Regions from separate parts of the Mus musculus genome. Here region 1 is linked to region 2. Evidence: chromatin contacts called from public capture Hi-C data. All regions are on one chromosome and are shown on one strand. Each heading gives the region's core, a stretch centred on a gene start, on an enhancer-like site or on the middle of the called end of the contact. The rest is flanking DNA. Distances are from core to core; before and after follow the strand shown. Region 1 overlaps Sult2a3 (sulfotransferase family 2A, dehydroepiandrosterone (DHEA)-preferring, member 3). Region 2 overlaps Lig1 (ligase I, DNA, ATP-dependent).

Region 1 (4,971 bases), core at 1,464-3,963, 820 kb after region 2:
CTGAGAAGAATGTACTGAAGTGTTTTGGGATATAGAGATTTATTTAGGAATATATTGATTATTTATTTATTTAAGAATATATATTGTATACATTAGAAACATGCAAATATATATCCATATAGGAATACATGAACATAGGAATATATATGTATATTCATATGTATATGTATCTATATGTAGCATGAATTAATGAAAAAAGAAACCATAAATTAGAAAGACAGTAAAAGGGGATATAGTAATGTTTTCAGAGGGAGAAAAAGGGAGGGAGAAATGATGTACATAATTATATTTTATTATAATAATTTCAAAACATAAAAGAAACAAATTAAAAGAAATAATTTCTTTTAAAAAGATTTATTTATTTTATATACGGAGTACACTGTCACTGTATTCAGATATACCAAAAAGCATTGGATCCCACTACAAATGGTCATGAGCCTCCATGTTGTTGCTGGGAATTGAACTCAGTACCTCTGGAAAACAGTTATTGCTCTTAACCATGGAGCCACCACTTCAGCCCATAAATAATCATTTTTAATAAAAGGAACTTCATAATTTGAACCAATTATTATAGATCTCATCTTTTTTAACTTCAAAAATATTGATTTATGCACGTCTGAGTTCACGCATTCATTTTTGCACACCATATGTGGACTGAAACCCACAGACATTAAGAAAAAGGGGGTTGGATGCCCTGGGACTAGAGTTGCAGACAGTTGTGAGACACCATGTGGGTGTTGGGAACTGAACCTAGGTCCTTTGCAAGAGCAGCCAGTACTCTTAACAGCTGAGCCATCTATCTAAGTCCTCTTAGAAATTTTAAGTATTTTTGTTGGATATTTTTTATTTACAGTTCAAATGTTATCACCTTTTACAGCTTCCCACTTTCTTCCTAGAAACTTCCAATCCAATCTCCTTCCCACTGATTCAGCAAAGGTGTTTCCTGACCCAACCATCCACTCCTACTTCCCAAGGATAGCAAAAATTATTCTCAACAATAAAAGAACTTCTGGGGGAATTACCATTCCTGATCTCTAGTTGTATTATAGAGCAATAATGATTAAAAACAAAACAACAACAACAAACCCAACTGTATGCTATTGGTACAATGAAATGCTGGTAGATTAATGGAATAGAATTGTAAACACAAAATTGGACCCACACTCCTATATTCAGTTGATCTTTTGCAAAGCTTCTAAAATCATCCATTGGGAAAAAGACAGCATGTTGAACAAATGATGCTGGTTGAATTGGCTGTCATAATGTGGAAGAGTGGCTATCAATCAATTCTTATCCCCTTTTACACAGCTTAACTCCAAGTATATCAAGAACTTCCACATAAAACCATATACATTGAAACTTATAGAAGAGAAAGTGGGGAAGAATCTCAAATACATGGGCACAAGAAAAAAGTTCCTGAACAGAACACAAATGGCTTATGCTCTAAGATAAAGAATTGACAAATGGGACCTCATAAAACTGTAAAGTTTTGTAAGTCAAAGAACACGGTCATTAGGACAAAATGGCAACCAACAGACTGGGGAAAGATCTAAATGTGATAGAGAGCTAATGTCCAATATATACAAAGAACTCAAAAAGTTAGGCTCCATAGTAACAAATAACCTTATTACAAATGGGGTACAGAACTAAACAAAGAATTTTCGACTGAGAAATATGGAGTGGCCTAGAAGCACCTAAAAAAAGTGTTCAACATACTCAGTCATCAGGGAAATGAAAATGAAAATGAAACTGAGATTCCACCTCACACCAGTCAGAATGGCTAAGATCAATAACTCAGGTGACAGAGATTCTGGTGAGGATCTGGAAAAAAGGAACACTTCTCCATTGCAGGTGGGATTGCAAGCTTGTACAACCACTCTGGAAATCAGTCTGGTGGTTTCTAAGGAAACTGGACGTAGTATTACATGAGGACCCAGTTATAGCACTCCTGAGCTTATACCCAAAAGATGCTACAACATATAACAAGGATACATTGTCCACTATGTTCATAGTAGCTGTATTTGTAAGAGACAGAATTTTGAAACAAATCAGATGTCCTTCAACAGAGGAAAGGATACAGAAAGGGTGGTGCATTTACATGATGGCATAGTACTCATCTATAAAAAAAACAATGACTTCTTGAAATTCATAGGAAAATAGATAGAAATAGAAAATATCATCTTGAGTGAGGTAACTCAATCACAAAACTATACAAATGGTATGCATTCCCTGATAAGTGGATATTAGCCCAGTAGCTCAGAATAACCAAAATACAATTCACAGACCAAATGAAGCTCTAGAAGAAGAACGACGAAAGTGTTGATACTGCCATCCTTCTTAGAAGAGAAAACAAAAAAATCATGGGAGGAAACATAGAGACAAAGTGTGGAGCAGAGACTGAAAGAAAGACAATACAGATAATGCTCCATCTGGGGATCCATCCCATATTCAGTAACCAAACCAAGACACTATTGTTGATGCCAAGAAGTACATGCTGGCAGGAGCTGGATAGAGTAGTTTCCTGAGAGGCTATGCCAGAACCTGCCAAATATAGAATTCATCTCTTTAAGCTTCAGTTTCCCTAGTCAAAAATTTCCAAATCCAGATAAAACACACACATGTAACCTCCCCCAGCCTGAAGCAGGCTAAGCCAAACCTTGACCTTGCTGCCACTAAGGAGATTATCTAGGGTGGAGCCTTCCTCCCTGACCACTCTATTGTCCAGCCACTGCCACTGTTCCTCCTGCTGAAAGGCCCCTGAGCTATTCTGGAGACTACACCCTATCCTGCAAGTTATCACCTGCAGCTGCTTCCAGGCTCCAAGGATGAATTGGCGGGAATGGGCCTCCACCCCCCCCCCCCCATCCCCGAAACTTGACTTAACTCCATTCTTTCTCTTGACTGCCTAGTTTCCCCTCTCTTTTCAGCCCCGGCTTGCCTCCCAGGTGTACCCCTTTTCTTGTCAGCCGCAGGCCAACTTCCAACAGTTTGGTGTCCAACAGAATGTGGGGCCCGAGGAATGGCAGAAAAACGCTGAAGGAACGCTGCTTGGTATGGAGCTCCATGGGAATTAAAAGAAAAGAATTGTATCGGGTGTATGGTGAGCAACGGGTAAAGTGTTGCTGGAGGTGCAGAAAGATACAGGCTAAGCTTGAATCAGAGATCACCCAGCACTGGATTCACTTAGGTCAGCAGCGAATTATCAGAACTAGGAACTGATCAGGCGATTGTCCGCAGTTTTCTAAAACTGCGTTAGGCGAGAGGAAAAAGGGTTTAAATTAAATAATCAGGCAGATGTCCACAGTCAGAAGCTGCATCAGGCAGCAGAAACAGGGTCTGCAATAATAAAATGATATAGAGGAAAATGTATTGTGAAACTCTCCCAGAAGCAGAGAAAAATTCGGGGGACGCCCTGCCTTTTTCTCTCTGGCACTTACAGCAGAAGTTCTCTGCTCTCTTTGTGTTGTCTAACGTCTAGTCTAATGTCTGGTGCACGTGACCGTTCATGTGTTCAATCCATGTGAGTTCATGTCTAGTTGTCTGAATGACTGAATGTTCTGTGTTTCATGTTGGAAAATAAAGATGGCTAAAACTTTATCTGCTGCTTCAGCAAGAGACTGGCCACAGGCTTTAGCCAGGATCAGGCACAGCAGGGGAGCCACTGATGGAAAAGCTGCTCTCAAAGAAAGGGAGTTTGCAACCTCTCAGTTTTAAAGCAAATAGGCTGGTAGTTGTTCCTTCCTAAGAAAATTCTCTGCAATCATGATTATAGTGTTTAGCTAATGACAAGGTGCTTTTTGTCTTATAATTATAGCTAGAAAGTTTGAAATTCTTTGATTGATCTAAATTTATTAGACTCAGGTAGCCGCTTCATTTATTTATTTATTTATTTTACTGGTCTTAGAAATGTAATATACTCTGCGTGTCTTCATCACAAGAGTATTAGCTTATAAGTTATTGGGTATGAACAAAAAGGTGTAACACTGGTTACTAGAAAGTAAGTTTTAAATTGGTAACTCCTGTTTGGAGTCTTTCAAACATGTGGCATAATGCAGGCCAAAAAAACTAGGCCTCCTAAGTAGAGATAATATTTTATGTGATTCTTATCCTAGAAAGTAGAATTAAAGATACGTTGTCCCTTCTTAGAATTGGGAACAAAACACCCATGGAATGAGTTACAGAGATAAAGTTTGGAGCTGAGACAAAAGGATGGACTATCTAGAGACTGCCATATCGGAGGATCCATCCCATAATCAGTTGTCAAGCGCAGACACCATTGCATACACTAGCAAAATTTTGCTGAAAGGACCCTGATATAGCTGTCTCTTGTGAGACTATGCTGGGGCCTAGCAAACACAGAAGTAAATGTTCACAGTCAGCTATTGGATAGATCACAGGGCCCCCAACGGAGGAGCTAGAGAAAGTATTCAAGGAGCTAAAGGGATCTGCAACCCTATAGGTGGAACAACAATATGAATTAACCAGTACCACCACCACCACCACCTCCCCCGCTCCCCCAGCTCTTGTTTCTAGCTGCATATGTATCAGAAGATGGCCTAGCTGGCCAACAGTGGAAAGAGAGGCCCATTGGTCATGCAAACTTTATATATCCCTCAGTACAGGGGAACGCCAGGGCCAAGAAGTGGGAGTGGGTGGGTAGGGGAGTGGGGGGAGGGTATGGGGGACTTTTGAGATAGCATTGGAAATGTAAATGAGGAAAATACTTAATAAAAATGTTTTTAAAAAAGATAAGATTTAAAGCAATGTCTTTTTAATGAAGCATTGAAACTTTCACTGTCATGCATTCATAGGTATAAATTGGCAGCCAAATTTCGCAACGTGGTAGTGAAGTTTTAATGTTGATTCTAAGGTGATAAGTTGTTTTGAAATTGAGTTTTGCTTTCCCAAGGTTGTAGTTATAGTCTAATATTGCAAAAGAATCTTAAAAATTATGAAATCTGTCCTCATGGC
Region 2 (5,351 bases), core at 2,612-5,111:
TGATGGTCAGAAGCAAGATGACCAGAATCAAGAAGTTGACACCAGCTGTTATTGACAGGGATTCCCACTTTTATTTGCGTTGTGACACTTGCCCTTTTCTGTCCTGGTTTCTTGTTGGATTCGTTTCAGATAATGTTTTCTCACTGCATGTGATGTCACTGGTCTGGTACTCCATTGCTCAACTGTCCCCAAGGCTGAGAGCCTGGCTGCTTCACCGTGTAGCCTCCCTCTTGCCAACCTGGTGGAGTCTTTCCTGTTCCTTTCCTAACCTTGACCCACTCTTTCACTTCTGCTGTCCCAGGACAGTAGAAACAGATTGCCACTAGGTGAATTGAAACAATAGAAAGTTATTTCTCCACAGTGCAGGAAGCCTGGAGTAACAGTTTGGTTGTTGGCAGGCAGGTTAACTCGTCTTGAGGCTTAGAGAGAGAGCTTGATCCAACTTCTTCCAGCTTCTGGGACTCCAGCCAGCCTTGGCATTTCTAATATGTGAGGCTAATATGCATCACTGTGTCCTTTTCTGAGAGGCCCTGCGTTTTGGGCTTACCCTTGTCTAGCATGCTTTTCTTTCCGTCCTTAATCATACCTACAGAGTCCCTGCTTCCAGATATGCCACATTCTGGAGCTGAGCAGACGTGGGTTTGGGGAGGAAGGTGGCTGTACATCCCAGCATCCAGCAGTTGATTTTTATTTCTGCTTCAGCCATCCATTCCTGTGGTTTTTTGCACGGGGTGATAAGGTGATTCTGTGTTTCCCTTTTTTCCTCCTGCCTTTCTAAAAGAATTGTTCTTTAGGCTTATTCTAAGAAAAACGCAACCTTTTTGCATTTTTTTTTTTTTTTTGAGACAGTCTCATGTAGCTCACGCTGGCCCTGCACTGCTCTTTCTGCTTCTACTTCTTGAGTACTAGATTGCCTGTCGTCTCCACACCCCAGTTTATATGGGGATTTGTATATGCTGTGCAAGCATTCTATCAACTGAACTATATCCCCAGCTCACATGGCTCTTTACTTAGACCACGTAAGTTGGGCAAACAGCATTTTCAGGAAACATGGCCATCATTTTCAGTGGCTTGAGTGTCCTAGAGTGGACAGTCTTGGCCTGACCCTCAGCCTGATGCTTCTTAGCTTCCTGACCTTGGGCAAGTCTTGCTGTGCCTGTTTTCTTACCTGTAAAGTGGGGACAATAATGTCACCTGTCTCAGAGTGGGCATGAATCCATCAGTTAAAGTGATGGAAAGGGGTTAAAGCCAATGCCTTTTTGAGGAAGTGTCTGTGCATGGCTGCTGTTCTCTGTCAGTGATTAGCATCATCTTCATTGTCATTTTTTCAGTCACCCTTCCACAAACAAGCTGTCATTGTTCCCTTGGCTCTTTATCCTTCTCCTTTCTCTTCTTTTCATTTTTCCTTCGAACTTCCTGGGATGCAACACCTCACTGACCTTGACATAGGTGGACATATCCTGGCCCTTTCTTCCAGGCTCAAGATGGTGGAGACATTGAGCAACCTGCTGCGCTCCGTGGTGGCCCTGTCCCCTCCAGACTTGCTCCCTGTTCTCTATCTCAGCCTCAACCGCCTCGGGCCACCTCAGCAGGGACTAGAGCTGGGTGTTGGTGATGGTGTCCTCCTCAAGGCCGTTGCCCAGGCCACAGGTAGGGATCCAATGAGAGGGGTCACTTGAAGTTTGTGAAAAACTTGGGACCGGGGATAAAGGTAGAGGAAGAGGCCAATGGAAGAGTACTTGACAAGGCCACAGTTTCAAGGTCTGGGCATTACAGGGTGGGGAGGCACAGCCTGTGTTGGAATAAGAGCTGTGGGATGGAGAGGAGGAGTGATGAAAACCATTGAGTTATCTTGACTACTTGCTTGTCCATCTTGCCAGCCTCCTGCTCTTACCTTAATTGTTCCAAATTAGGATTCTGATTTCAAACTTAAGCAAGGTCAAGGCACAACTCATACTTTTTAAAAGGCAGAACAATAGAAACACAATAAACAAGAGGGACTATTAGAGATCAACTAAGGATTGAACAGGCAGCCCTCTCCACTTCCATTGGCCCCATCCCACCCCATAGGTTTTAGTTCTATCTATACATGACTCCCAGTCTGGTTGTGCTCACACAGCTCCTTGTCTTTCTCAGACTGACCGTTGCTTAGGCTTTTTACACTGACCTAATGGGAGCAGGCATTTACTAGCAACGAAGCAATCTGTAGACAAGGGGGAAGTCCCCTAATTCCAGATAGCTAGAGAAATATCCAGCCAATGAATAGAGACAGGTTACTGCAGTGTCGTCTTCTACTTTCTTCCCCACTGCTGCATCTATTAAGGTCGTCAGCTGGAGTCCATCCGGGCTGAGGTAGCTGAGAAGGGGGATGTGGGGCTGGTGGCCGAGAACAGCCGCAGCACTCAGAGACTCATGCTGCCTCCACCTCCACTTACTATTTCTGGAGTCTTCACCAAATTCTGTGACATTGCCCGGCTCACTGGCAGTGCTGTAAGTAGAGCAGGGTGGCTTATCCCAACCTCCAAATGTCCCAAGACCCAGAACAAAGCCTGTGGTGGGGACTGTGTACCTTAGTGTTCGTTTGTGCTTGTGCAATTTACAGTGTCTCTTTTTGTTCTTCTCTGGAGAACCTAGCATCTCTTGGGTGTCAGGACACTTGTTAATGCTTGTTGGACAAAGGGAGAGAGGCTCATTGTCATTGCTCTCAGATTAAGACACTACAACAGGTTGTGGTGGTTGATCATGGCAGTGGCAGATTTTCCAAAGCTGAAAAATGTTCTCTGATGGTTCCTTGCCTATTCTCTACTTTGTTTAGTCCATGGCCAAGAAGATGGACATTATCAAGGGCCTTTTTGTTGCCTGCCGCCACTCAGAAGCCAGGTACATTGCCAGGTAAGCATGGGGCTCATGACAGTGGGGAGGCATATGGGTCTAGCTTATGAGCACTTGGCAGTTGCAGACACTGCACACACCCTGACTGCCCTCTCATGAGAAAAATAACAACATGACCCAGTTCTGACTTTGCATTGGAAGCCCATTTTAGTTACCTTTGTATTACTATGGTTAGACCACTTGATGGAGGAAAGGAATATTTTAGTTCATGACTTGGACAGTTTGGGTCCATCTTGGTAGGGAAGGCATGGTAGGGTTTGTGGCAACAGGAGTGTGTGGGGGAGGCTCCTCACATCACAGCACATAAGGAAGCAGAGTAAGACCAGGACCAAGACCTGTATAACCTCTTAAATAGTGACCTAGTGACCTGTTTCCATTGGGTAGGCCCCATTTCTTGAAGTTTTCACAGCCTCCCCAAATAGTATCACCAAGCTGTAGATGAGCATTCAAAGTATGAGCCTGTGGAGAGCATTTCATATCAAACCATACATGTCATGGGCTAACTATTCTCCATTGGTGATGCTGCCTAGAGAAGGATCCTTGAGTTCAAGGGTAAATTTTGTGGTTGATTATTGATGTCTGCCTGCATTCAGTATAAGCTGTCATGACAGTGGAAAGTTACTGATCTCTCTTGAAGTGTGTTCTGCCCTGTACCTAGTCTCCCCATCTAGTCTCCCAGCCACTATGTGAGATAGATCTATTATCCTCAATACAGTGGAGCTGATTGCCATGGACTGGGCCCAGTTGGCCCCCCTCAATCCATGGGAATCAGGGTCTCGGACAGATGGGCGAGAATGGGGGACAAACCGGGAGTGTGGATCTGAATGTAATGTGTCAAATAGAGCATCAAACTTTTTATACAGAAGAAAATAGGGAAGTTAGATGACACACCAGTGAGGTACCTTTATGACTCCTACACAAAACAGAGGAATGCAAACACAAAGGACTGTCAGGAACCAGCTGGAATAAAATTCAAAGTTAACCACTGGGATCAAAAGCAGCCCCACCCAAGGTCAGCTTTATCTTAGAAGTCAGGGGCTAGGGCTTTGTGCCCTTGCCTTAGTTCCTATTCTAGTCTGTTGTATAGTCCACCTTCCCCCTACGCCATTGTAAATTCCTGTGTATGGGTGTAACTCAGTAAGTATCTACTTTGGTTTCTCCTTAGATCACAAACTTCCTAGATAATGGTAAATTCCTGCATATGGATGTAGCTTGCCCTGAAATTTCTAACTCTGTGTAGTAGATAGTAATGTCTGATTTCTTTCACTATCTCTCTTACTATACTAGAGGCAATTCTGAATGTCACTGAATAGGCAACATTCTTACTGAATTCAAAGCCCTTGGTCGGCTCAAGGACTGCCCAGGACTGGTGAGGAATCTAACTTAGCTGTGTGTCAAATAGAGGCACTTATAATAAAGCAGTCTTAAGGGAAAGCACCCAGATCCATTTACCAACTAAAGCAAGGACATTGGAGCATTCGTTATACAGGATGCCATGGTTCGCCTCGGGACAGCGCCCAGGTTTTTGGGGCCTGTCGCGCGTGTCGCTACTGGAGTGAATGTAGCAGCTGATAGAGGTGGGGTGCAGGCAGTGTAGCGATCCAGCCTGGGCTGGGTCAGATTTTTGACTGTTACACCCACTAGCAGAGTCGGGTTCTGTTTTACCTTTTGCCTGTGACTTGCCCTCCTCAAGCCTATACCCTCTTGGCTGTGAAATTCCTGCTTTGTTTCCCAGTGGCCATCGGTCATGGCCATCTCTGTCTGGCCCTGATATCCTTATCTTTTAGGGATTATATGACATCTTGGGTCCCTTTGAGGCTTTGTAGACTAAATATTGAAGAGGTTCCACAAAAGGTGGAGGCTGGGAGACAGGAGCAGGCAAATTGTGGTGGGCAAGATGAGAGTGGCCAGTCAACTCACAGCTGCTGTCCTATCCTCAGGTCCCTAAGCGGGCGGCTGCGCCTTGGCCTAGCTGAGCAGTCGGTACTGGCTGCTCTTGCCCAGGCTGTGAGCCTCACACCCCCTGGCCAAGGTGAGTAGCTCCGGCCCATTTTTATCCCATCACTGTGTTATCAGGGTTTCTTTTTCCCATCTATTGCCACATTCTCTTCTGAGAATGCACTTGGGCAGCCTACCTCATTCCTTGCCCTGTCACATGCCATACATCACCCTCTGTGACCCTGGACCTTTGAATTACTGAGGGGTCTTGCTCATTACTAAGCTGCTGGTTGGTCTTCTCATAGAATTTCCCACGGCGGTGGTGGATGCTGGGAAGGGCAAGACAGCAGAGGCCAGAAAGATGTGGTTGGAAGAACAAGGCATGATCTTGAAGCAGACCTTCTGGTGAGATGCAGGGTTGGGGGAGAATAATGACCAGCACATGAGGGACTGACGTGGGACTCATAATAGCAAGGGATTACGGTCTAGACCAGGATGATATGATGCTTGGTTATGAGCGG

What was found. Capture Hi-C pulls out chosen DNA fragments and counts their contacts.
Region 1: a capture Hi-C map of embryonic stem cells shows a contact between it and region 2, with 3 times the contacts expected there. The contact joins two enhancer-like sites. A contact is called at or near these places in 2 of 39 promoter capture datasets (hippocampal neurons and liver), 5 of 115 datasets of contacts at active chromatin or transcription factors (all in embryonic stem cells) and 1 of 9 other capture datasets (embryonic stem cells).

The regions. Positions count from the first base shown.
Region 1 is chr7:14,111,923-14,116,893 of GRCm38.p6, forward strand. The region is part of intron 2 of Sult2a3 (sulfotransferase family 2A, dehydroepiandrosterone (DHEA)-preferring, member 3); the gene reads right to left. Among named protein-coding and RNA genes, the nearest start is that of Sult2a3, 8.6 kb to the right of the region's middle. Within about 2 kb of position 2,714, at least 7 of the 459 cell types and tissues checked have an H3K27ac peak or open chromatin away from gene starts, as enhancers often do. A contact at or near this core is called in embryonic stem cells, where this site is marked.
Region 2 is chr7:13,293,905-13,299,255 of GRCm38.p6, forward strand. It overlaps Lig1 (ligase I, DNA, ATP-dependent), which reads left to right. Exons shown (of 29, transcript NM_010715.3): 12 at 1,478-1,650; 13 at 2,324-2,490; 14 at 2,816-2,892; 15 at 4,833-4,924; 16 at 5,136-5,235. Among named protein-coding and RNA genes, the nearest start is that of Lig1, 18 kb to the left of the region's middle. Within about 2 kb of position 3,862, at least 15 of the 459 cell types and tissues checked have an H3K27ac peak or open chromatin away from gene starts, as enhancers often do. A contact at or near this core is called in embryonic stem cells, where this site is marked.